Regions from separate parts of the Mus musculus genome. Here regions 2, 3, 4, 5, 6 and 7 are each linked to region 1. A link is a contact called in public HiCAR-type and promoter capture Hi-C data. All regions are on one chromosome and are shown on one strand. The core of a region is the stretch at or near the end of the contact, and the rest is flanking DNA. Distances in the headings are between cores, read along the strand shown. Region 1 holds the start of A730049H05Rik (RIKEN cDNA A730049H05 gene). Region 2 overlaps Magi1 (membrane associated guanylate kinase, WW and PDZ domain containing 1). Region 3 overlaps Magi1 (membrane associated guanylate kinase, WW and PDZ domain containing 1). Region 4 has its middle 26 kb from the start of Gm22312. Region 5 has its middle 52 kb from the start of Gm22312. Region 6 has its middle 120 kb from the start of Gm22312. Region 7 overlaps Magi1 (membrane associated guanylate kinase, WW and PDZ domain containing 1).

Region 1 (2,969 bases), core at 395-2,894:
TCTCACCTCTTGATCTTTGCGACAGAGACACAGAGTTCATTATGGAGTGAAGATCAAGGTGGAGAAAACAGACAGGGATGAGTCTGAAGTAGGAATCCCAAAGATAGTCGAAAGTCTCAGTGAGTCAGAGAGATGAGTTAACCTCTTCTTTGTCTGACCCAGCCAGTCCTGAGACTGCAGTGGATGACAGATTAGTGTCCTTTCCAACTTCCTCAAAACAGCTCTACAAAGCTACTACCATTCCCATCCTACAGATGGCAAGCCAAGACTCAGAGAGATAAGAATTCTTGCTCTGAGTCACGTGGCTATTGATGGCACAGCTGAGATAGGGACCACAGTGATATTTTTCTAAGCATACAAGTTCCTGATAACCTATCTGGCTCAAGTTCAAATAATCTTAAACTTAACTGTGTTAGGTATTGTCCCAGATACTATCTGACAGAAGCAAGAGAAGTCTAGAAGGAAAACAAGCAACATGACCAAGCAGATGAAGAAGGAAGCGTTCCTAAAGAGATGAACCACTGTAGTAAGGAATGGATCCATTACCGGAAGGGACTGGGGAGAGCAGGGCTGGGAAGCCAATCCCAGAGGTGCAGAATACAGTAGGAAATCATAAAGATGAGAGATATCAAACAGGGTCATGGGTGGCTTCCTCTAGCTGCTAGATGTGGGGCCCTTGGACAACTGGCAAAGTCTGTCTGAATCTTAGTTTTACCACCTAAAACTAAAAACTAAACTCACCTCATCTAGGTGTCATCCAAAAGACAAAGTGAGAGGACGGACAGACAGAAAGCTCCCAGCACAGCCAAGTGCAGAACAAACATCCTCAAACCACGCTACCTTGGGTTGTGAGCCACGCTCAGTGCAGGCGGCTCCTCCATCTTGCCTCTCCAGCAGTGTGCGTCTTTTATGTCATTCCGGGGTCAGCAGATCTGATTTGACTTTCTAATTCTGTCCTACTCTTTCTATAACCTAGCATTCTGTTCTGGAAATTGGGGTTACCTCCCCCTAATGTCTTATACCACCTCTACCCTCCTCTCCCCCTTCCCCCAGCAATGGACTTTCCAGCACAGACACTTAAATGTCTGCTAAAGTCAAGCATTAACTTGGGGAGTAGAAGAAAAATAAGTCCAGCATATTTCTATATTAACTCAACACTTCATGTGGATTCTACCATGGGTTGAAAACACTGGAAATTCTACCCTAATTAATGAGTATTTCACACGAGAGCCCGTTTTCTCTCCCTGATCGTCAATGGCACACGAAAAGGAAAAATACAGAGTAAGCTTTACCTCAAATACTTGCATGTTACGGCTATTCAAATGAACACAGGCTAACCAAATCCAAACATATATTAAATGTTCTGCCCATCATCTCCCCTCCTGTGAAGTGAAAGTTGTCTGTATGCTTATACTCTTGGCCTGAGGCATGTTAAAGCTGTTTTTTTTCCTTTCCATTTCAGTGACCCCAGCTCTGGGATACTCAAGACCACAGGGAGAAACGCAAACAGGAATTGCCTAGAGCCTGACAGCAAACAGCTCCTTTGGGAAGGAGCCAGCAATGCCACTCCATTCAATGGCTTTGCAGGCTCCATAGGGTGTGGAGCTGATGCTAACAAGGGGGTGGAGCGACACGCAGGCTGGTGTGCACTTACTTCATGGCTTTACTTACTTGTTGCCACTGCTCTGCCCTCCAAGTGTAGAGAGGACATGGTGAGGCTTGGCAGACACGCTCCGACTCTGGTCTGCTGTAGGAGCTGCACTCACTCTCTCTGGCTGCTTTGTGTGTCCCGATCTGACAGCCCACATGCCTCTGCTGCACGCCTTGGCCACAGGACACAGAGCACTGAGAAGACACAGGATGTAAGTAGGCACTTCGGCTCCCTTCTGGAGGGCGGGAAGGGGTGGGTCACAGAGGAGGGCAATGCTTTCTTAATCCAATGATTTTTCACAGCAGTCAAAATGCTTTCTCATTTCCAAGGAGGGGGACACTAAGGCAAGTTCTAAAAGCACTGGTAACTGCCAGTGCTGGGCAGGGTGCAGGAGCCACAAGTGGGGAGGAACCAAAACTCTCAGGGGATGTCAGAGGGAGGAGAGATTGTGGGGAAACACCACCATCCAGAAGTAATGGTGCCACATTGAAACAGACAAACGAAACACTGTGCATGACTTCCATCCTGGAAGATGGATGGCTTGGGAAAATTGGGAGATGCGGTTCTATAGCGTAACCCATAGAGAGCCAACCATTGACAATTAAGGCCATATAAGCAGAAGGACTTTCTCCTGCCCTCTTATTTTTCTAGTTTCTATTCCTGGAGACAGAACATTGCCTCGCTTGTTGTTTGTTTGTTTGTTTAAATCATGGAATTCACTTAACTATCTGTGCCTCCTCATAATCTCAAATGAATAGATGAAGAATAAAAGCTAATAAGGAAAAATAATTTCCTCAGGCTTAATGTTTTCAGCTCTTGAAAAAATCCCATTAATCACGAGGAAACATTTTGTTGACCAAGTTGCAAAACACCAATTAACTTTCCCCTAAATTAATTTTTTAATGGTTTCCTCATTGTTGGTTGCATAATCTCACTTATGGGCAAGCCAAGAATTATTGTCTTTATTAAGATTTTGGCAGTCAGAAACCAAAGGCAACCTTTGATTAGAGAGAACTGCATAACACTGCACTTGGTTATTAAAGGTTATTAGCAATTTGGGGGGTGGACATAAATCAGTCACTATTAATTTGCCTGGTGTTGAGAAACAAAGTTATCTGACATTCATGCCATGTACCCAAAAGGAGGTCTTCTTCTAAAACAAAACCAGACTCTACAACTGCACGCTTGTCTAATTTGCTTGTAGGGAAATTCAAGGTGCTCCGTGAAAGACGGAAAGTTTGTTAAGACATATGTATACCCAAGTGGATGCTGCTGCAGCTTAGGCTCTTTCGTAGAAGGCAGCTTGAGAAATGCTATT
Region 2 (3,081 bases), core at 362-2,861, 950 kb after region 1:
CATTACAGCGACCTTACCTGAATTGTGGTTAGTTTCACTGGCTTTGGCTAGTAAACTTCTGACCTCAGTGTAAATCACAAAATGGTAAGAGCTGATATTGGCAAAATAATTAGACGGCTCATTTCCTTGCATGTCAAAATGTTATTTGATTGGTTGTAAATGATGACAAATACCTCTGAGGTTTCTATGTTCTTAAGTGGGAAGTCACTTATTACAGACCTTATTTGCAGCAGACAAAGCCGTGAGACCTTTCGATATAGGTCCTTTTAATCCTTCAATAATCCTCTCATCACAGAAGCAATTACACTCGCAATTAGAGCATTACTTAACTTAAAAGTAATGCGGCTTGGAAAAGGGAAAGTGAGGTCAAATTGAAAAGGGAGATTGTATAATGTCCCCAGTGCCTTTCAAGAGGGGGAGAAAGATCAACTATGCCACGGTGATACATATCAAGGAAATGATGCTTGAAGGCTGCGCTGAAGGGGCATCATGGCAGGCAGAGCTCACCGATTTGAGTTTGTTTGTTGATTTGTACATAAGCTTTCTAAGCCAACGGTTCAGACATAGTTGAGTGTAAATTGTGCTCAATTATTTCAGCTAGCAAAACAAGTCACCTCTGACCTCCTCTGGCTGTCAATAAAATAAGTTGGTTATTACTGAGATGAGAACATGGCACAGCACACAACATTCATTTTGTTGTTAAAGGCTCCCGAGCTACAGAGAGCAGGTGGCTGTCGCCTACCCTGGAAGGAAGCTACATGACCCCAGAGGCAAGGGGGTTCAAACCTCTTTCCAGTGTATATGCCAGTGTTCAGGGTACACTGTGGACTGTCTTAGATACTAACCATTAATCAGCTAATCCTGGTAGCTAGTTTGACCTCAGGATTCTGTCTCTGCCTCCTGGTAGAGTCTACAGACAGGCTGCCATGCCCAGCTGGCATGAGCAATCAGTTTTGAATAGCATTCTTTTTGTTGTTATTATTGTTTAAATGATCAGATTTAAATAAAATAAGGTCTGTAATAAGTGACTTCCCACTTAAGAACAAGGAAACCTCAAAGATATTACAAAATGCAAAACTGCCTATTTAGTATTACCTAATGAGGTGCACGGGAAGGCTTGCTCACCCCACCCCCACCCCAGTGAGTATGTGCCAGCCACTGTGTTAGGCAACTGTTAAAACTGGCACAAATACAATGACTCTTTTGGAAGAAAAGACATGTACAAAACTAAACAAAATTCAGTGAAATTAAGACCATGCCTAAGTCTCCAGAGTACGCTACACACTAGAGTGACGTGAATGTATGTATCTGAAGCCAAGGTCATGGAAATGGTATCTGAGCTACAATGTGAAAGATGCATGGGTGTCAATGAAAACCACTCAATTCAAGCTCTGTGAGAGTCGGATGCTTTGCTGTCGCATTCACTGACATGTCTGCAGGGTCTCCAACGGATGGATGTCTCACATAGAAGATATTCAGCAACTGTGAGCAATGTGACCACATTCTAAGGAGGAAGCCCTGAGCATCCAACTGTTAGGCAGCAACTCAGCGAGGTCTAGAGGGAGTGCAAAGCAAAAGGCAGGGCAGGGCAGAGCAGAGCGAGGGTGGCTGGACAGGCAGACCAGAACAGGCAGTTACTAAGCAACCAGAGAGGCCCCAGCAGTGCAGAGAAGACACCCTCACACTGACATAGAAAACAAAACAAAACAACCCCCAAAGCAACCAACTGCTGAGAGCAGCAGAAGGAAGGGATCTGGGTAGGAGACTTGTGTAACCCAGCTAGGAGCTCTACAGGTGGGGAAGAAAAGATGGAGTGGATTTCAGACATATTAAGGAAGCATGTGAACTGAGCTGACTCGTGCATTAGAAATGGAGGTGAAGAAAGGTGATGGATCAATTGGATTCCTGAATGTGTACCCATTTACTTCCAACCAACACGAGGAGCATTGAGTATAGGGTCAATAGTTCAGTTCTAATTATCCTGAGTCAGAAATCTCTTTGAGACAGCCCGCTGGAGCAAAAACACAGGCAACTAAAAATATTGACCTGATACTACAAGGAAGGTCAAGACTTCTAATGGTGCTAGACAAATATTGATGACCAAAGGAGTAATTATATTTATGAATAAAATTCCATGGGCAGGTGGAGCAGAGTATAAGACTTTTAACTGTATAGTACTTTGCAGGCACAGTATGTGTGAGAAGTAGAATTTCTTGATCCAGATCATGACAGCAAACAGTGAGGCAAGGCAGCTCTGTGCTTACAGCAAAACCACAAACTGACAGCTGCCATTATGTGACTATGTGTTTATGCTGTCTATGCACTCATATATCATTCTAAATGAATGAAATATGTGATTCTAATATTGATGAGATAATTACTGAATGACCTGCACTGGATATGCATGTATACTTGTGTCAAGGAAAATGCTGTTAGTGAAAAAAAAAATTTCTGTAGCCCTTCTTAATGCACCCGTTCCACAGCAGTTTTCTCAATGAAAGGCCTTCTATCATCTATTATCATACATTTCCCATGTACTTATGGTAGACATGGACTTTGAAGATCCAATGTAATAAAAATGGTTAAACTGCCTTCAAACTCATCTCTTGTCAAAGATATTAAACCTGTTCCATGAAGTTGTACTAAAGTACAGTTCACAGAAACCTTGTAGTGTTCTCATCTTTGAAAACTGGTTACCTATATATTATATTAAACAGAATCACTGAATACTCAGATGGCCATTACTCCCCACGTATGAGACACAGATCTGCTCACACACCTAGTTCATTCCTTCCTTCTTCAGCTAAGGGAGCAAGGAACTGGAGTAAAATGAGCATGTGGACTGTGCCTCAAATTAGAAACACATATATTTCCACTTGAACTTGTTCCAATAAACATGAACATGCAAACCTATATTTATTGAACAAAATCTGTAGCCATATGTAACAGAAAAATCACAGAGTACAAGGCTTTTAACTGTATACTACTTTGCAATATTAGCTTGCATTTTCCAAATATCACCATTTATGCATATGAAACAATTGTGCACTACAGGGTAAATTAATAATGCTTTGGTATCTC
Region 3 (2,889 bases), core at 273-2,772, 880 kb after region 1:
GTTAGCTAAGTTTTGTGATGTCACATTTCAGTGATTGTTGGAAAAAAGAAAATGTAAAAAAAAAAAAAAAAAAAAAATCAAAACCTTTCAGCTACCCTATCAGTCTGTCATTACTCCCCACAGCCAAATTTTCCTATACCTCTGAAGACAAGAAGAGCAAGGGAAAAAAGAAACAGAAAGCTGGAGATTTTACCGTGTGCATTAAGGTGGGATGGCCAGGCTAGAGGATTAATTAGTCCTCTAATTAGTGAGAGTGAGAAGGAGTTTAGCAACAATGACTCTGGTTCGTCTGATAGGCATGTTCAGTTAGGATGGGTAAAGCTGCCTCGAGACCAAAATCAAGTGTTCAGTTACTCACGGACAATAATGGGGGAAGATGAGAGAGAGGGAGGGAAGGAGGGAGGGAGCTAGAGAGAGGGAGAGAGAGAGCTAGAGAGAGGGAGAGATAGAGATAGATAGATAGATAGATAGATAGATAGATAGATAGATAGATAGATAGATAGATAGATATGGGTATACTTTACCATCCCCGGGGATGATGCGGAGAGTCACTGTGTTGCCCGCTTCTTTGATTAGGTTGACAATGTCAGAATGGGATTTGTTGGTGATGGAACATCCATTTACTGCCAAGATCCGGTCTCCTACTTTCAGCTTGCCACAGCGGTCAGCAGGGCTCCCCTCAATAATCCGACCTATTTTGTGAGGCATAGCCACACATGCATTGCCTGCTTTGGTATTGAGTTTTATTTTTTTTTTAAGTTATGTGGGAATATAGTGAAGGGAGGAGAAAAGGGTTGAAAAGGGAAAGAGAAGGTTAAGTGTTAATTAATTAAAGCATCAAGCAAATGTTATTAAAGGAGAGCGTTGTGCTGATGGTCAAAACATTGGCAATACTCAGGGTGTCTAAAAAGCCACAGCTCCGAGTCTACAGTTCAACGTCACAGTCCTTTTTACTTTAAAATGATGGCAAAACCCCAGCTTCTCTCCTTAAAACAATTAGAATTTGGGGTATTTGGCAACTTGAGTCTTGAAACCCCAAAATAACTTGGTGGCCGTTGGTTTATTTTGGGGCTGTACATATAAACCCCAGAGCTGGGGTGGATGCTTTTATCCATTCTGTCTTCCTGCCACTTCATTTTGCCAACTGTTATTAACGCTTCTGCCAATGTTTTGTTCTTTCTCCATTTACAAAAATAATCACTGGGCTTCTGGGGAGGTTAAGAGTCGGCTAGCATTAAAAGTTCAATGTGAAAACACAGAGTGGAGCGACACCTTTGCTCTATGTACGCTGATGGAAGCTTTAGGAAAGGCATAATTGTAAGAGATAAGCCAGGAGAGCACCCAGACAGACGCTTAGGGATCCATGTTCACTCAGCCCAGTCAGGAGCTCTCAGGGAGGCCCTGGTGGGCTCATTAGCCTGGAGCCTCTTCCTGCCTCACAAGCAAATGCCCTTAAAGGGACATAGTGAAAATCTAGCACCTACTCAGGCTGAGGACAGCAAAGCAAAGCTTGTCTCAAGTCATTCCCTTGCTCTCTTCCTTTAATCATCTGTGTTGACTCACAGACTTACAGGCAGACATAATAGGATAGGAAACAGGGTGGAAGGGATCTGCAGGTTTATTGCTTGCTTGAGCCACTCTGCAGGGCAAGCTGTCTTTGAGGGGTGCTCTGGTATAAGCAGGTGCTTGTGTGTTGAGTTCCAATGTGTGCCTTTTTTGTTTGTTTGCTTTTGACACAGGGCTTTAGTGTTGAACCTGCCTGTCCTGGAACTAGCTCTGTAGACCAGGCTGGCCTCTAACTCAAGAGAAATCAGCCTGCCTCTGCCTCCTAAGGGCTGTGCCACCACCACCTGGCTGAGTTCCAATGGTTTTTATGCAGACTTTTAGAATTTGTCTTCTCAGAATTATCAAAACAGCGACACTGTTGGGCCACCTTTTGGAAATGGTAACAAAATTAATATGGGGGGGGGTTGGGAGGGGGAAACAACAGAGTCAACTGTGCAGACACCTTCACTATAATTCTGACCTGAAGGGGAAACTATCTGAAAAACACACTGACTCCTTCAAATCTGAATGGAGGGAGGAGTTGACTGAGTCTGTGTCACTAAGTGGAATGCCAAACTCAAAGAATTTTAAAAAGCCAAGTGAGCTGTCGTGAATGCAGGCAGGAGGTGCAGCAGAAGGGGTCCACATGGGACCAAGGTCCAGAGTAAATGCAGCTCGGCTCTAAGGCCAACCTGCAGGACAAGGATCTCAAACAGCAGGCATGAAGAAAGGCTCTGCATAGCTCAGCAGTCTCGCGAAAGGTGTTAGGGAAAAGTTCAATTTGTTGATTGTAAGAACCCAAGGAAAATAATCAAAAGATCCAACCGTGAGTGAAAACGTTCAATACTCTTCATCCACACTGACAGAGCCTGTCACCTGACTGACAGAGCCTGTCACCTGACATACCTGCGTTTTCTTGCTGGAGCCTGAAAACAAGAACTACGGTAAAGCTCAGTGTGCTCTGGGGTACACTGGAGATTTGGGGTGGAAAACAACTTGGGATTCCCTTCCCCGTTTCTGGTTATCTTTAAAGTCGGCAGAAAACTCTTTGGGGGTAATTTAAAAAGCAAAGCAAAATAAAACAAAATGAAAAACCAGTGCCTTGATGGTGGATCATGCGTTGGGCCATGCTGTGATGACTTGATCTTCGCAGCGCACAGAGGAGCATGTTAGTAATGGGTGGTTACTGCACTCACACATGGGCAGACCAGGCTGAGTGTCCCCTTTAGCAAGAAGCAACTTATCAAGACTAACTGGAGACAGAGTGGGTTCTATTGGCTCAGAATGTTAAAAGGATGTAGCCCCTTCTTGACTTCAATGAGTTGCCTCTGGCCACAAGGACCT
Region 4 (3,138 bases), core at 599-3,098, 720 kb after region 1:
AGAGCTTGTGAAGTTTGTAGCACGTACTTCACCAGTTGAAGATGTATTTACACACGGAGCTCTGTGGTGTGGGGTGGTAGAGTATGTGTGGTGTGGTATATGTGATGTGTGTGGTGTGTGTGCTGTGCTGTGCTGTGGTGTATGCGGTGTGCTGTGTGTGGTGTGGTATGTGGTGTGTATGTGGTGTGCTGTGTGTGGTGTGTATGGTGTGGTATATGTGGTGTGGTGTCTGTTTGTGTATGTGGTGTGCTGTACTGTGGCATGGTATGCTATCATGTGGTGTGGAGGAGTATAATGTGGTATGATGCGAATGGTGTGGGTGTGGTGTGGTGTGGTGTGGTATGGTGTGGTGTGGTGTGGTGTAGTGTGCTGTGCTGTGCTGTGGCATGGTGAGGCGTGGTGTACTTTGGTGTGCTGTGGTGTAGTGTGGTATGGTGTATGTGTGGTGTGCTATGCCGTGGTGGTGTGGAGTGGTGTGGTGTATGTGTCCCTTGGTAGGAATTTATTATTCGTGTATAAGTTCTGCCTCCCCTCTTAGCCTTAGCAAATCCTTCTTGGCTCCATCATAGTCATAGACACCAGGCAATTGTAGCCAGTGACACAGTGTGGCAACAGTCAGTTGGGAGAAGTTGGTCTAGACCTCACTTACAATGCTCTTGTTGGATTTCCAAAAATTTAAAGCCAAGGGTATTGAAATACCCTCAGAGATTACATCGGCTGCTTGGTCATTTCTATGTCAAAATACTTGTCCCAAAAGATAAAGCACGGAAGAGATTGTGGAGTTCAGTTTCACTTGACTTTGGTTCCTTAGGAGCAGCTCTGGCCTTAGAAGAGACCCCGAGGTAGAGTCAGAATAGCCCCAGGGAGGGTATCCTCTTCAGAAGTTTCTGTGCGACCATGACAGCTTCCACCAGCCAGACCCCAGCTCCTAAAGTCTCCTTGAGCTTTGAAATAATGCCATAAAGTGGGGACCAAACATTCAAAACATGAACCTGTAGAGTTAACACATCACAGCACACAAGTTGTCCTCCAAAGACAGGCAGGGACCCGCTAGAATGCACATCCAAATGAAAACCCTCCACTAGGCTACAATGTAATTTCCTGACTTCACCTCTCAGTTGCCCTCTGCCTGCATCCAGTACTTTCTGCACTGCTGTATGGTTCTCATGCTGCCCCAATCATTTACATCCTGGATGTCACTTGGCCCTGCACCCCTTCTAAATCCTCAGGCAGCAGCATCAAACCTAAATTGCACCTGAGGCAAGAGAGGCTGACAACTTGAGGTGGGTTTTCTCGTTCATGTCGCTGTGTCTGGTGACATCAAGACTGAGGTCACATCTTCCGAGTCCCAGTTGCATCTTTTTTATTTCCTCCATCACATGACTTCCTGGCATTATTACTAAGAATAACCATTCTGGAGAGCATGCAAACCTGGAACTTTTAAAATAGCTCTTCTCATGATCAAACAACCAAATGTTTTCCGCCCATTTCATTTCCACTAATGCAAAGCAGACTTTGTGCCCTTTCCCCTGTAACTCATGTTTATTTTTCTTTAGTTGTCTCCCTGCCCTCCTCAATAGGAAACACCAAGCTCTTGGTCCTTAGATGGGATGACACAATCCACTGCCACCCACCATACGGCTACTCTCCATTACACAGAAACCCCGACCCCTGCTTCTTTCATTCTCTCTCGGAACACTGTGGTGTCCTCCAACTCTATCAGCTTTTGGTACCCTCAGTGCATCTGAGAGCATCTCTGTACTACATGGCCTTCCCTAGTAGAACATTTCTTAGCATTCTCTAAAAACAGTTACCACAAAACAGAGGCAGCTGTCACGGCATGAGCCTTTGTTTCCCACCAGACACTCTGTTGAGGACCCAGAGCCTGCCTGGTCTCTGTGCCACATGCCTGCAGGGCAGAGACCATTGTCCCAATTTGGAGACAGCATGATGGGTTTAGAGGGTGTAAATAACTTCCCTAATACCACACAGCTACTAGTCAGGGGAGCCGGGACTCAAATTAGACTCTTTTGGGCGCCATTAGCTCATCGTTTAAGCATTATTCCAACACCACCTCAGAGAAATCATTCCTAGTTTTCCAAGCCATAGAAATAGCTTCTTTCTCTGAAATACTTCATCCTTTTCTTGTTATACCTTTCCTGTCATACTTAGCACTCCCAACTTTATATTATCTATATGTATATGTGTGAGAAACATAAATGGTTATTTTTATTATAAACTAAAAGATTGTATGTTCTCTTTAATGGCAATATTTCTGCCCTGTGATCCTTGGATCTCATAGAGCTCAGTGTCCTGCCTTACTGATAGTAAGCTTCTAGGAAGACCCTGTATGTGTTGGTTTGCTTTTCGTTGTTTATTTCTGACCCCCAGGTAGATGAATAGATGGGTGGATTCAGAAATGCTTTCAACTGCCTGCCCCCCCCCATTTTTTTCTCTAGAACGTGTGCCTGTCTCCACAACCACCTATTATTCTCCAAGTGGTCAAGCATGCCGCATCCACTCTGATCCACAGTCACCTGGGAAAGATGAGTTTCTAATCACTGTGGTATAAAAATTTATCTAGAAGGAGTAGGGAAACCAAGGAAATATGTTCCCTAAAAGAGGACAGAAGTCTGTCCTCCCAGAGACACAGCTAGAGACAAGCAGGTCTTACTGCTAGCGTGGCCTGTCTGGGATAATATGATTCTAAAGTAAACTGAGTTTAATTTTTCAGCCATATTCCCACCACCACCACCATTTCAAAGGATCAGTTAAAGCATGGCCAACATTAAGCACAATGTGCTCAGCCTTTTAAAATATCTGTGCTGTTAAACAGTATTGGGGAAATCATTCTTTTCTTTCCTGGTCACCAGAAACAGATCCTATAATAATGTTAGAGAAGAAGCAAGAACATTGTAAAACCTTAGGGTATATCGTGTTAGCTATTTCCTGTGATTTGATGGGGAAGGAGAGAGGTTGGTGCACTGCAAAGTCCATTAGCGCCCATCATATGTAACTATGAAACTACAAGGCAAATAAAATATCTGCTTTACAGAAATTCCCAAGGAGAAAGCCATAATGGAGCAGTGAATTCACTGTTGATGCCAAGCAGAAAAGCCAGTGCCTTAGTGGGCACCC
Region 5 (3,216 bases), core at 425-2,924, 640 kb after region 1:
AGGGGAATCCCTGGGGCTTGCTGGCCATCTAGTCTAACTACATCAGTGAACTCCCAATTCAGTAAGACACCCTGTTTCAAATGCTAAGATAGAAAGCCATTGAGAAAGACACCTAACATTAACCTCTGGCCTTTACATGCATACATATCTACCCGCACAAATACTAACATGTATACACAAATGCATATGCATACACAACACAAAATATAAGATAATATTACATATTCTTAATTCAGGTTTACCTAATTCAAATGCTAATTTTAATCCTATTGTGTGTTGACTATTTTTCTATCCTAGCCCTCCTCCCTGAGGGCACAGGATGATGTCTGAAAACATTTAGTTGTCAAAACTAGATTTCAAGTTGGAGGAGGCTGAGCTACTAGATTGCATGAGTTGACATGAGGAATGCTGCTGAACATTCTACCACACTCATTCCCAACCAAAAATTATGTGGCCCCAAATTTCAATAGTGGCCCCACTAAGAAACCTTGCCTTAGAGGCCAAATGAGAGCTTCCTAGCCAGAGCCTGCTAGAGAACTGAGCAGCCTAAAACGATTACACATAGAACTAGAGGTTTTTCAAATGCGTATAGTCCCTTGATTTGCTTTCACCAAATAGTGGTCTTCATTATTGCTATTATTCTACTCTGTAATCACCCAGCATGCCTTGCTCCTGCTATGAGGTCAGCCAGTTGGTGAACTCGATCGCTCAGATGCTTTCCCTTCTTAGTGATGCTTTTGTCTATATTACAGGGTAGGAACCAAATCGAATTCCCTCGTCATAGGACAAATATTTACCACAAACAATAGCATTCCAGCAGCTTGAATTCCTGACTGCCAAGGTGGCTGCCATAAGAGAAATTGTAAGTATAAGCGCTCAGCTAGCATGTGAAGATCCAATTGCTCATACACCAGACAGCATATGCACAAATTACCGTTTTCTTCACTTGACAACCGCTGTTTTTATCTTGACACATCCACTTAAAAATTATTTCTGACAAGAGTCTTAACAGCTTTAAATGAGCCTAATTAAAGGTAATACATTTTTTTTTGCTAGAAAAGTGTTTGAAATTATACAGTATCACACAGTTCACTCCTTAAATCAAGTTCCTGAGTGCATTAGTAAATGCCAAAACCACCTCCACTGACATATGGCCTCCTCTCAAAGGAAAGCATTTCTCATATTCTTCTGGAACTTGATAATTGCAAAGTTCTAGGTACCAATAAATACTTCAGTTTGTCTGTAGTATATGAGCAGCGCGTCCTCAAATATGACTAAGTGCATATGGTTAGGCAACTCTGCCAGGGTTCACAGTGACTCCTCATGTTAGCCAGCCCCCTGCATCAGCTCCTTCTTTTGAATGGTCCAGATCTAGTGACAATCATTTTCAGTGAGGAAACATAACACAGGTGACATGAAGTTTTGCCCATGGGGAAGTTCCAGGAGTCTGGCTTCCATCTTGTTAGCTTCTCTTTGTTGCTAGGATTCTCTTTCTTGTCCTCTACCACGATGCTACCATGTTGCCATCCAGCCAGGTGGAGATGTCAACCTAGTGATGATCCAAAGGGCCCAGGAGAAGCTAAACATCCCTCTTACAACCCAGCACAAGTGAAGCCTGATAACAAACACATGGGAAATCTGCAAGGAAAGGCATCTCAGTCAAACCTTGAGATGAATGTGGCCCTGTGAAAGACCTAAAGCTTTAGGAGGACCTAAAGCTCATCGAGTTTGTGAAACCATAAGTATCTAATAATTTTGAAATGGGGCCAAGTGATTGAGATTGATAAATAAATAATATACGCTGACATCTTCCCCCAAAGGTTAAACTCTTCATTCCATTAAAGACCTATGGCCTCCGTCCCTCAATGAACCTTTCTCTCATTCCACTACACCCTTAAACTGGATCCACATCTGCTTATCCACACACCAGTATTTCTCCCTGACATCTTTATTTTTCAAAACCACGTGCCTTTACACACATTTCATCTTTCCCCGAACCCAAGCAAATGAAACGAGAAACATAATCTCAGCCATCTGGATCCAGAGCATTGGTGTCAAAATTCTCTTCTTCTCTGCCTTCATTGACAGTCCCACACATGGCCACATTTCCCTTAACCTAGACCCCGTTCTCCCACAAAGCCTCTCACATTCCTCCCTGGCTTCTTATTGCTTCCTTATGCCAGAACTGTTGGAATTGTCTTTAAACTTTTGCCTGTCCAGTTTCCTTTGTACACACAAAGACTGATTATACCTCCCAGAACACCACTTTCCTCATTTTACATGAAATTTTTTCTAAAGACCTAGAGAATGTTCATTCATATTTAGAGAAATCCCCTTCGACCATGACATCCAATCTGACACCGCACCTGCTGTGCCACTTTCTATTCCTTTTGTGATCGGGGCCTTCTGAGAACTTGACTTCCAAGGTTGAGAGTTTCCAATTCTTAGAGGAAAAAAAAATAAAACAGAACAGCCAATTTGACAAAATAAATCTATTGTGGCTGTTGTTGCAGCTCAGGTCCAGGAAATAGGCTGGGAGATGGAGATTATTAGCCTGAGAGAAGATCATTACAGAGTCCTTCAAGATTGGCAGCGGTGGGGGTTGGGAGGGCAGAAGGGGAATGTTAGAAGATGCAGTTACAGTAAAGACCTCAGCCTTAGTCAAAATAGCATCTTTATTTCAAACACACTAAAACTGGAAATTCTCTGAGCATCCATCAGTAAAAGAAATTGTGGTGTATTCAGGCAAGGAATACTATGGAGTGAGATGTTTTTTGAAAAGAAAGATCAGTGTATTTGTTTGTTTGTTTGTTTGTTTGTTTGTTTGTTTTTCGAGACAGGGTTTCTCTGTGTAGTCCTGGATGTCCTGGAACTCACTTTGTAGACCAAGCTGACCTTGAACTCAGAAATCTGCCAGCTTCTGCCTCCCCAGTGCTGGGATTAAAGGCGTGTGCCACCATGCCTGGCTAAGATCAGTGTATTGTTAAGCTTAATGACGTGGGTGATTTTCACAGATATTAGAATGAACAAAAGAACTCAGATAGCAAAGACTAATTAGTACGTAAATCTACCTGAGGTTTGAGAATTACAAAACTAATGTGTGATTAGAGCGGCCGGCACAGGAGCTTCTGGATGGTCTTCTTGTCAATAGTGGTTATTGAGCGGAAAAACACAAACCTCTAGAGGAATATTGAAGCTATTGTACATCTTTATTTT
Region 6 (3,155 bases), core at 227-2,726, 810 kb after region 1:
GTTTTATTTGCCTTGGCCAAAATTCTGGGAATCATCCTGAACTTTTCTCCCCCTCACAACCCTAAACTAGGCTCTCAGCGAATATTAGTGCAGTGGTTCTCACCTTGTGGGACATGACCCCCTGGGGGCTGACCCTTTCACAAGGGTCACCTAAGGCCACTGGGAAACACAGCAGACCAGGCAGGTAGCAGTAGCTTACTAAATACTGAAGAAACAAAATGGTTAGAGGAATAATAGTGTTATCACTCAGTAATATTTAGTAAAACTTGAAAGCATAGAAGCCTCTTTGACTCTGCACAAAATAACTTGTTACCGAAGTGCTTTGCTCCCTTCACTAAGGTGAGTCTCTCATGGTGCATTGTCCAGGAGAAGGAAAGATGGACGTGCACCTGGAATCTCAGCACTGTGGAGACAGAGACAGGAGCATCCCGGAGCTGGCTTGTTGAATCAGTGAGCACCGTATTCAGTGAGAGACCCTATCTCAGAAAACACGGATGAGAGCAACTGAGGAAGACACAGGTCCTGACATCTGGCCTCTGTATGCTAACGCACATATGTTTATATGCATCCACGCACAAAGACACATGTGGGAACTTATAGAACAAGTTTGTGTCTTTGTTCATGCAAACACATCATACATTCACACAAAGGTACATTGTGCAATAAGAGTCATTAGTCACAAATGTCTATCTAGGAATAACTCTGTGTTGTTTAAGATTGAATTAAACTGCCCTCAGTGAACAGCAACTGCATCTCGAGTACTCAATCAATAGCCACATATTCTAGCCGCCACCATATTAGTCAGCAGAGATATAAGATTTATACAAATTCAGAAAAGTTCTACTAACCAGAGCCAGACTAGAAAATCTACTCTGACTACATCCCAGTGATTATTATACTTAGTATGCTAATTGGAGAAACTAACTTTTTTTTTTTTTAATTTTAGAAGACCTGGGAATATGGCTCAGTCTACAAAGTGTCTGATGCACAAGCATTCGGACCCAAGTTCATTCTCAGCACTGATGTAAAGGTTGGCCATGACAGCCTGTGATCTCGGCTGGAGGGGAGGGGGCAGAGGCTCTTTGGAGCTCTTAGTTAGCTACCTTACCCAAAGAGATGAGCTCTGTGTTCAATGGAAGAATCTGCCTCATAAGGTGGAAAGCAACTGTGAAAGACACTCAAGAGGGATCAGTGACCACAGCAGCCACATGTGCACTCACACTCACACACACACACACACACACACACACACACACACACACACACACACGTTGCACACACTCACACACAGGCATGCACACATGCATGTCTGTAGCCTCCCCCAGCCTTGAAGCAGGCTGATTCAGGCTTTGCTGCCACTGAATATGAGATCACCTGGGGTGTAGCCTTCCGATTTAGATGGCTCTATTGTTATGTCAACTACTACTGCTCTTCTCTGAGACTCTGCTACCTGCTGAGAGACCCTGAAGACATTCTGGAGACACACCCTATCCTGCACATTGCTTACAGGCTGGCTGCAGACACCAAGAATGGACTGGTGGTGGTGGTGGTGGGGTGTGAATGGGCCTTCCCCCTTATAAGGACAGTTTCTTAGTAAACTCGTGGGCCTTGATCAGAGAAAAATTTGTCTTGGCTTCATCATTCTTTTCTCACCGTCTAGTTTCTTTTTCAGCCCCGGCCTGCCTTCCAGAAATACCTGGTTCATGTAGGCCTCTGGCCGGCTTACTCCTACAACACATATCCATATATACAACACAACACACTAGATGATAAAACAGATGATAAAACAGATAGAGCTATTATTATAGAGAGAAGTCAACACTTCCACATTTGGAGCTGTCACCTTTTAGAGCAATCTAGATTTTCTATCTCTCTTCCCTTCCTCTCTCCTTCCTTCCCTCCCTCCACACCCTCTCCCTCCCCCCCCCCCCCATTATAAACCATCTTTGTATCTGTCAAAAGAAATGCAACTATGCTTTGATTGACAGCATGCTTTGAGGTGGCATAAGTCTACAACAGGTTAAAATCAAATGAGCTATAGGTAAAATATGACTGAACTTACTGCGATCTAATTTTAACTTCATTAAATAACAACAAAATCACATTTCCCAAAGCAAATACTAAAGATGCCCTTTCATTTTTAATGAAATATCATTTGTTTTGGAAATAGGCCAAGCCCTCCTCTTTTTTCAATTTTGGGATAAACCTTTGTCATCTCAAAACTGGGATAATCTTCTTATCTTTCCAAAGTCCATGGTTTTCAGCGTGGCCATCTTCTACTATTGACTATTGGTTTAATGAAAGATGTGACTATCTCTAATTTTTGTTCTATAATTAACAGGTTTTTTTTATTTCCTGTGCCTCAATTTTTTTTTGTCAGTAGTCTATTCAGCCATCTTTGAAGTTTCTGACTGTCTGATTCATCCTTTTGAGTTGCCTGTGTACTTCATCTAGACTCTGACATTGAGATGATGTGGAATTCTTGAATGAATGGATCTGTGAGTGAGTGAATGAGTTGATGAGTGAGTGAGTACCCAGGTGGAGAAGTTCCCACATGTGTCTTTGGATGGCCAGTCTTTGCCTATACGTCCTCACATAGAAAATGTTCTCAGACCAACCTGGTCTACAGAGTGAGCTCCAGGACAGCCAAGGCTATACAGAGAAACCCTGTCTCAAAAAAACAAAAACAAGAAAGGAAGAAAGAAAGAAAGAGAGAGAGAGAGAGAGAAAGAAAGAGAGAGAGAGAGAGAGAGAGAGAGAGGGAGGGAGGGAGGGAGGGAGGGAGGGAGGGAGGGAGGAAGGAAGGAAGGAAGGAAGGAAGGAAGGAAGGAAGGAAGGAAGGAAGAAAAGAAAATGCTCTCAGGGGAACAGCCATGCACAACTGATCTGAAGGGGGAAATGGGAAGAGTAGAGGGGGCTTAAGCCTCTTTAAAATGAAAGAGGAGGCAAGGAGATAAATACAGAGGAATGAGCATACAATAATAATGATGATGTCTGAAAAGTCACAAGGGATCTTGCTATTAACTATTTACCTAAAACAAAACCATATAATACATGCAAGTCTGATAGATAAATATAAATATAGATAATAGATTGTGTGTGTGTGTGTACATATATGTAGTTTAAATGAAAATGTCCCAACTGGGCTGACAATG
Region 7 (3,143 bases), core at 251-2,750, 910 kb after region 1:
GGCCAGAGATGTGCAGCACAGATCTGACAACGTGGTCTCTCGGCTACATAAAATTGTGGTTTCCCAGCATCATGTCAATGCACCCCACACTCTTCCCTGAATCCTGCCACGCCCTCCTTCATCTGAGCTGCCTTTGGTCCATTTCAGTTCCACTCGAGTCGCCCGCTTTGTCTGTATACTCTAGTCTAGGGGCCATTCACTTCTTCTCCCTGGACATTTTCACTGGCTGCTCCCCGCACCTTGCAACAATAAGGCCAAAGCTTTATGCATGCGCAACTTCTCACCTTCTTTACACAGGGAGCTCAGGATTGACTGAGGCTCCCAGCAGATATGAAGTGACACCTTTTATCATAATTGATTTACAAATCCAGCTTGTTGCCAGATATGCTGACACTCCCTAAAATAACTGTATTTGCCCACATCTCTATTTGTTATTGTTGTTTATACATTTAATTGTCTCTGATCCACCTTATCTGTCTATGCTGAGCTTCAGGACTAAATCTCCAATGAACATGTAAATGTGCAGACCTTATGGAGTGAGCCTATATCTCAAGGACTCCAGGAAAGACTGACAAGGTACCTGGGAGGGGCAACCTGGCCTTGCACTTTAGTACCATCGAGGCTACAGTGCCTAAGTAACAACTCTTGATCCCTGCTCTGCTGCGGGATTTATTTCTTAGTGAGCCGCCAGGCACAGCTCAACTCCAGCAGCCTTACTCCGGAGGCACACAACAAGGTTCCACTGTGCCACCTTGTGTCCTGACTTCCCATGACAACAAGCTTGCTTCTCAGAGCTCAAACCTACTGTAAGCTGCCAGCCCCAGGAAATTCATATGTTCTCAGAGATTTTTTTTCCCCAGTCTGAGATAGGAGACCTTCTTATCTTTGCTTATGAAACAAACTTTCACTACAACAGGAGTCACAAGGTTCCAAATGGCTCCCATTCTCTGGCATATGCGTGCTAATGGGAAGATGGGCAGTTGCTTTCTGCAGGCCAAACCATGCATCTCCATAAAGGCCTAAGAGCCTGAGGAGGGTGTTAGTTTCTCTTACGTCACAATGTTTGTTTTGTTTTTTTTTTAAATAGGAAGGCACGTTTCTGATGCCTTTTGTAAGGATATGGTGATTTCTTTTGACTTTATTATAAGACTACTTAACACCAAATCAAACTTTAAGAAGTCTCATATAGCACAGGCTGTGGTTTATAACAGCAAGACAATTCCATGACACAGTCCGCCATGGCACTGCATTACCCAAAGAGTCTGCAAGTCAGACCTAAAGAAGCCACTTACACAGGGGTCAGGCTTTCCAAAGAGCAAAGGATGTATCATGCGAAGCCCATTTGTGTCCCCTGGAGATATTAAATGTCTTCAAAATCCTCTCGGTGAAACAGTATCTACGTGAGCTAAGTGACTGTAGTTACTGAGCCGGGAAGGAGGCGTTTCCTGGCTCTGTCAATTTCTAAAGAGTTCTAGGGTCGGGGGAGGAGCTGACACTTTGTCCAGCCAGTCACCACTTAAGTGAACTTACAGGTGGAATGTAGGCGTCGGCTTCAGTCCACACAGCCAATAGACGCAGGCCCTCCCCAGGTGAGTCTCATTACAAACTTTTACAGGTCAAGTGTGTTTAAGATGCAGGAAAGGTCCAGGACCGGTGAGGCCACTGAATGGAATCTGCTAGCCAGGGAAAAGCAAGAGAAGGGAGCACTACGTGTGTGGCAGGGAAGAGGAAGTGCGCTGGAAGCACAAGTCACGCTCACAGCGGTGGGTGAAGGCCGAGGACCCCTTGCTTCTCGCCTTGCCTGTCTAAAGTTAGCTCTTTCCTGTTGTTTTTCTTGGCAAATCAGGCTAAAAGTTAATGTGGATGGGAGAGCTTAATGTCAGCAAGCACTGGGAAACAATTTTAAAGGGTGTCATAAAGTTTCTGTGACTGCTTTTATTCTTTTAAAACAAAACAAAAACCAACCAAACACAAAACAACAACAACAACCACACCAAAAACCGAAGGCAAAAACACCATCCATGGGTATTGTGGAAATCCTCAAGCACACAGAAAGTGCTCAGCTCATTCCGTGTTTCCCTTCTGCTTGCGGATTTGACAAGCTCTGGGTGATCCCTCCAACTGTAAGAGGGCAGAACTACATGAAAGGGCTTTCTCAATAAATGTCATAGTAAGTAAGGGGCGGCACACAAAAGAGTAACAAATGTAACCATGGCCTGGGACTCTGCCTCCCCTTAAATTAAGGGGCCCTGGAAGCAGCAGTCATGGGAGGAAGAGTGCCTTGGCCATCCCCACACATTCTCCTATCCTAGACTCTTCTTGGGGGCCTCTTCCCTACTGCAGGGCTCTTTCACAAACCAGCACATTTTTGTAAAACAGAATTGAGCAACTGAACATAAGTTGCCAGTTCCTTACTTTGCAAATTGAGAATGTCTTCAGAACGACTTAAAAAGGAGGCCAAAGGCACTGAGCTATCTCACTGGAGACTTCACCCGGAAGTCCCCTATTCGGTGCTGCTGAGTTTCTTCTGTTCACCGCAGCCAAAAGAACATGCCAATCACCTTGCCCCTCTTCCTGATCTCCAACTGCAGACAATTAAGTCAAAAGTCCAGAGTGACAGCACATCTCCAAGAGTGCTACCCCCTCTCCCTTTGCAAGCATCATCCACTCAGACAAAGCAAGGGCTCTAAGGCAGAACCTCCCACCTCCAGTGCACCAAAGCGTGTGACAAACCAGTGTCAGTCCCATCTTGGTTACAACATAAGAGAGTGCCCTTCTACCCAGATTTCAGATAACAACATGGAAGTTCAGAAACACTGCCTAAGGCTGGCCCAGGCTATGCTTGCCCCACCAGCGAGTGGCAGCCATGACAAGGGGCCAGAACAGGCCAAACCATTACTTCTCTTACTGAGTAGTTACAAGAGAAAACTAAGGAGAGACTAAGAAATTAAGTACCTTCTGCCCAAGTTCAACAACAATAACAGATAACGGGGAAATTGAATTCTTTGCATTTTAAAGAGCAGGACAGAGAAACTGCCACAAGCAAACACAAATGGGTCTCAAAGGGATTCAGAACATGGGTCCCACAATTGACTGTCCTAGAGGAGACAGGAGTCCCTCACACCCGCAGACAGTCGTTGTTA

The links. Promoter capture Hi-C pulls out the DNA fragments that hold promoters and counts their contacts. HiCAR-type assays count read pairs that join an accessible place to other places.
Region 2: a contact with region 1 is called in a promoter capture Hi-C map of stem cell-derived epiblast-like cells, with 5 times the contacts expected there. The contact joins the enhancer-like site here to the promoter of A730049H05Rik in region 1. A contact is called at or near these places in 5 of 39 promoter capture datasets (the 3T3-L1 cell line, embryonic stem cells, liver and 2 more), 1 of 115 datasets of contacts at active chromatin or transcription factors (embryonic stem cells) and 2 of 9 other capture datasets (adipose tissue and embryonic stem cells).
Region 3: a contact with region 1 is called in a promoter capture Hi-C map of trophoblast stem cells, with 6 times the contacts expected there. The contact joins the enhancer-like site here to the promoter of A730049H05Rik in region 1. A contact is called at or near these places in 12 of 39 promoter capture datasets (the 3T3-L1 cell line, 3T3-L1-derived adipocytes, the C10 cell line and 7 more), 1 of 115 datasets of contacts at active chromatin or transcription factors (embryonic stem cells) and 1 of 9 other capture datasets (liver).
Region 4: a contact with region 1 is called in a promoter capture Hi-C map of liver, with 6 times the contacts expected there. The contact joins the enhancer-like site here to the promoter of A730049H05Rik in region 1. A contact is called at or near these places in 17 of 39 promoter capture datasets (the 3T3-L1 cell line, 3T3-L1-derived adipocytes, the C10 cell line and 11 more), 5 of 115 datasets of contacts at active chromatin or transcription factors (embryonic basal ganglia, embryonic limb bud, embryonic stem cells and 2 more) and 3 of 9 other capture datasets (adipose tissue, embryonic stem cells and pancreatic islet).
Region 5: a promoter capture Hi-C map of liver shows a contact between it and region 1, with 8 times the contacts expected there. The contact joins the enhancer-like site here to the promoter of A730049H05Rik in region 1. A contact is called at or near these places in 11 of 39 promoter capture datasets (the 3T3-L1 cell line, 3T3-L1-derived adipocytes, the C10 cell line and 6 more), 2 of 115 datasets of contacts at active chromatin or transcription factors (embryonic fibroblasts and embryonic stem cells) and 2 of 9 other capture datasets (adipose tissue and liver).
Region 6: a HiCAR-type map of embryonic stem cells shows a contact between it and region 1, with 5 times the contacts expected there. The contact joins the enhancer-like site here to the promoter of A730049H05Rik in region 1. A contact is called at or near these places in 8 of 39 promoter capture datasets (the 3T3-L1 cell line, 3T3-L1-derived adipocytes, the C10 cell line and 4 more) and 4 of 115 datasets of contacts at active chromatin or transcription factors (embryonic fibroblasts and embryonic stem cells).
Region 7: a promoter capture Hi-C map of 3T3-L1-derived adipocytes shows a contact between it and region 1, with 8 times the contacts expected there. The contact joins the enhancer-like site here to the promoter of A730049H05Rik in region 1. A contact is called at or near these places in 7 of 39 promoter capture datasets (3T3-L1-derived adipocytes, cranial neural crest, embryonic stem cells and 4 more), 2 of 115 datasets of contacts at active chromatin or transcription factors (extraembryonic endoderm stem cells and fibro-adipogenic progenitors) and 3 of 9 other capture datasets (adipose tissue, embryonic stem cells and liver).

The regions. Positions count from the first base shown.
Region 1 is chr6:92,814,799-92,817,767 of GRCm38.p6, forward strand. It overlaps A730049H05Rik (RIKEN cDNA A730049H05 gene), which reads left to right and starts at 1,645. Exons shown (of 5, transcript NR_169152.1): 1 at 1,645-1,862. It overlaps Adamts9 (a disintegrin-like and metallopeptidase (reprolysin type) with thrombospondin type 1 motif, 9), which reads right to left. Exons shown (of 40, transcript NM_175314.4): 30 at 1,672-1,845.
Region 2 is chr6:93,769,675-93,772,755 of GRCm38.p6, forward strand. All of the region lies in intron 6 of Magi1 (membrane associated guanylate kinase, WW and PDZ domain containing 1), which reads right to left. Among named protein-coding and RNA genes, the nearest start is that of Gm23035, 23 kb to the right of the region's middle. Within about 2 kb of position 1,612, at least 55 of the 459 cell types and tissues checked have an H3K27ac peak or open chromatin away from gene starts, as enhancers often do. A contact at or near this core is called in adipose tissue, liver and stem cell-derived epiblast-like cells, where this site is marked.
Region 3 is chr6:93,693,484-93,696,372 of GRCm38.p6, forward strand. Magi1 (membrane associated guanylate kinase, WW and PDZ domain containing 1) reads right to left here. Exons shown (of 24, transcript NM_001029850.4): 19 at 525-692. Among named protein-coding and RNA genes, the nearest start is that of Gm23035, 99 kb to the right of the region's middle. Within about 2 kb of position 1,523, at least 3 of the 459 cell types and tissues checked have an H3K27ac peak or open chromatin away from gene starts, as enhancers often do. A contact at or near this core is called in trophoblast stem cells, where this site is marked.
Region 4 is chr6:93,534,138-93,537,275 of GRCm38.p6, forward strand. No RefSeq gene overlaps it. Among named protein-coding and RNA genes, the nearest start is that of Gm22312, 26 kb to the left of the region's middle. Within about 2 kb of position 1,849, at least 4 of the 459 cell types and tissues checked have an H3K27ac peak or open chromatin away from gene starts, as enhancers often do.
Region 5 is chr6:93,455,742-93,458,957 of GRCm38.p6, forward strand. No RefSeq gene overlaps it. Among named protein-coding and RNA genes, the nearest start is that of Gm22312, 52 kb to the right of the region's middle. Within about 2 kb of position 1,675, at least 6 of the 459 cell types and tissues checked have an H3K27ac peak or open chromatin away from gene starts, as enhancers often do. A contact at or near this core is called in second pharyngeal arch cranial neural crest, where this site is marked.
Region 6 is chr6:93,628,580-93,631,734 of GRCm38.p6, forward strand. No RefSeq gene overlaps it. Among named protein-coding and RNA genes, the nearest start is that of Gm22312, 120 kb to the left of the region's middle. Within about 2 kb of position 1,477, at least 12 of the 459 cell types and tissues checked have an H3K27ac peak or open chromatin away from gene starts, as enhancers often do. A contact at or near this core is called in embryonic stem cells and stem cell-derived epiblast-like cells, where this site is marked.
Region 7 is chr6:93,726,286-93,729,428 of GRCm38.p6, forward strand. All of the region lies in intron 12 of Magi1 (membrane associated guanylate kinase, WW and PDZ domain containing 1), which reads right to left. Among named protein-coding and RNA genes, the nearest start is that of Gm23035, 66 kb to the right of the region's middle. Within about 2 kb of position 1,501, at least 36 of the 459 cell types and tissues checked have an H3K27ac peak or open chromatin away from gene starts, as enhancers often do. A contact at or near this core is called in 3T3-L1-derived adipocytes and adipose tissue, where this site is marked.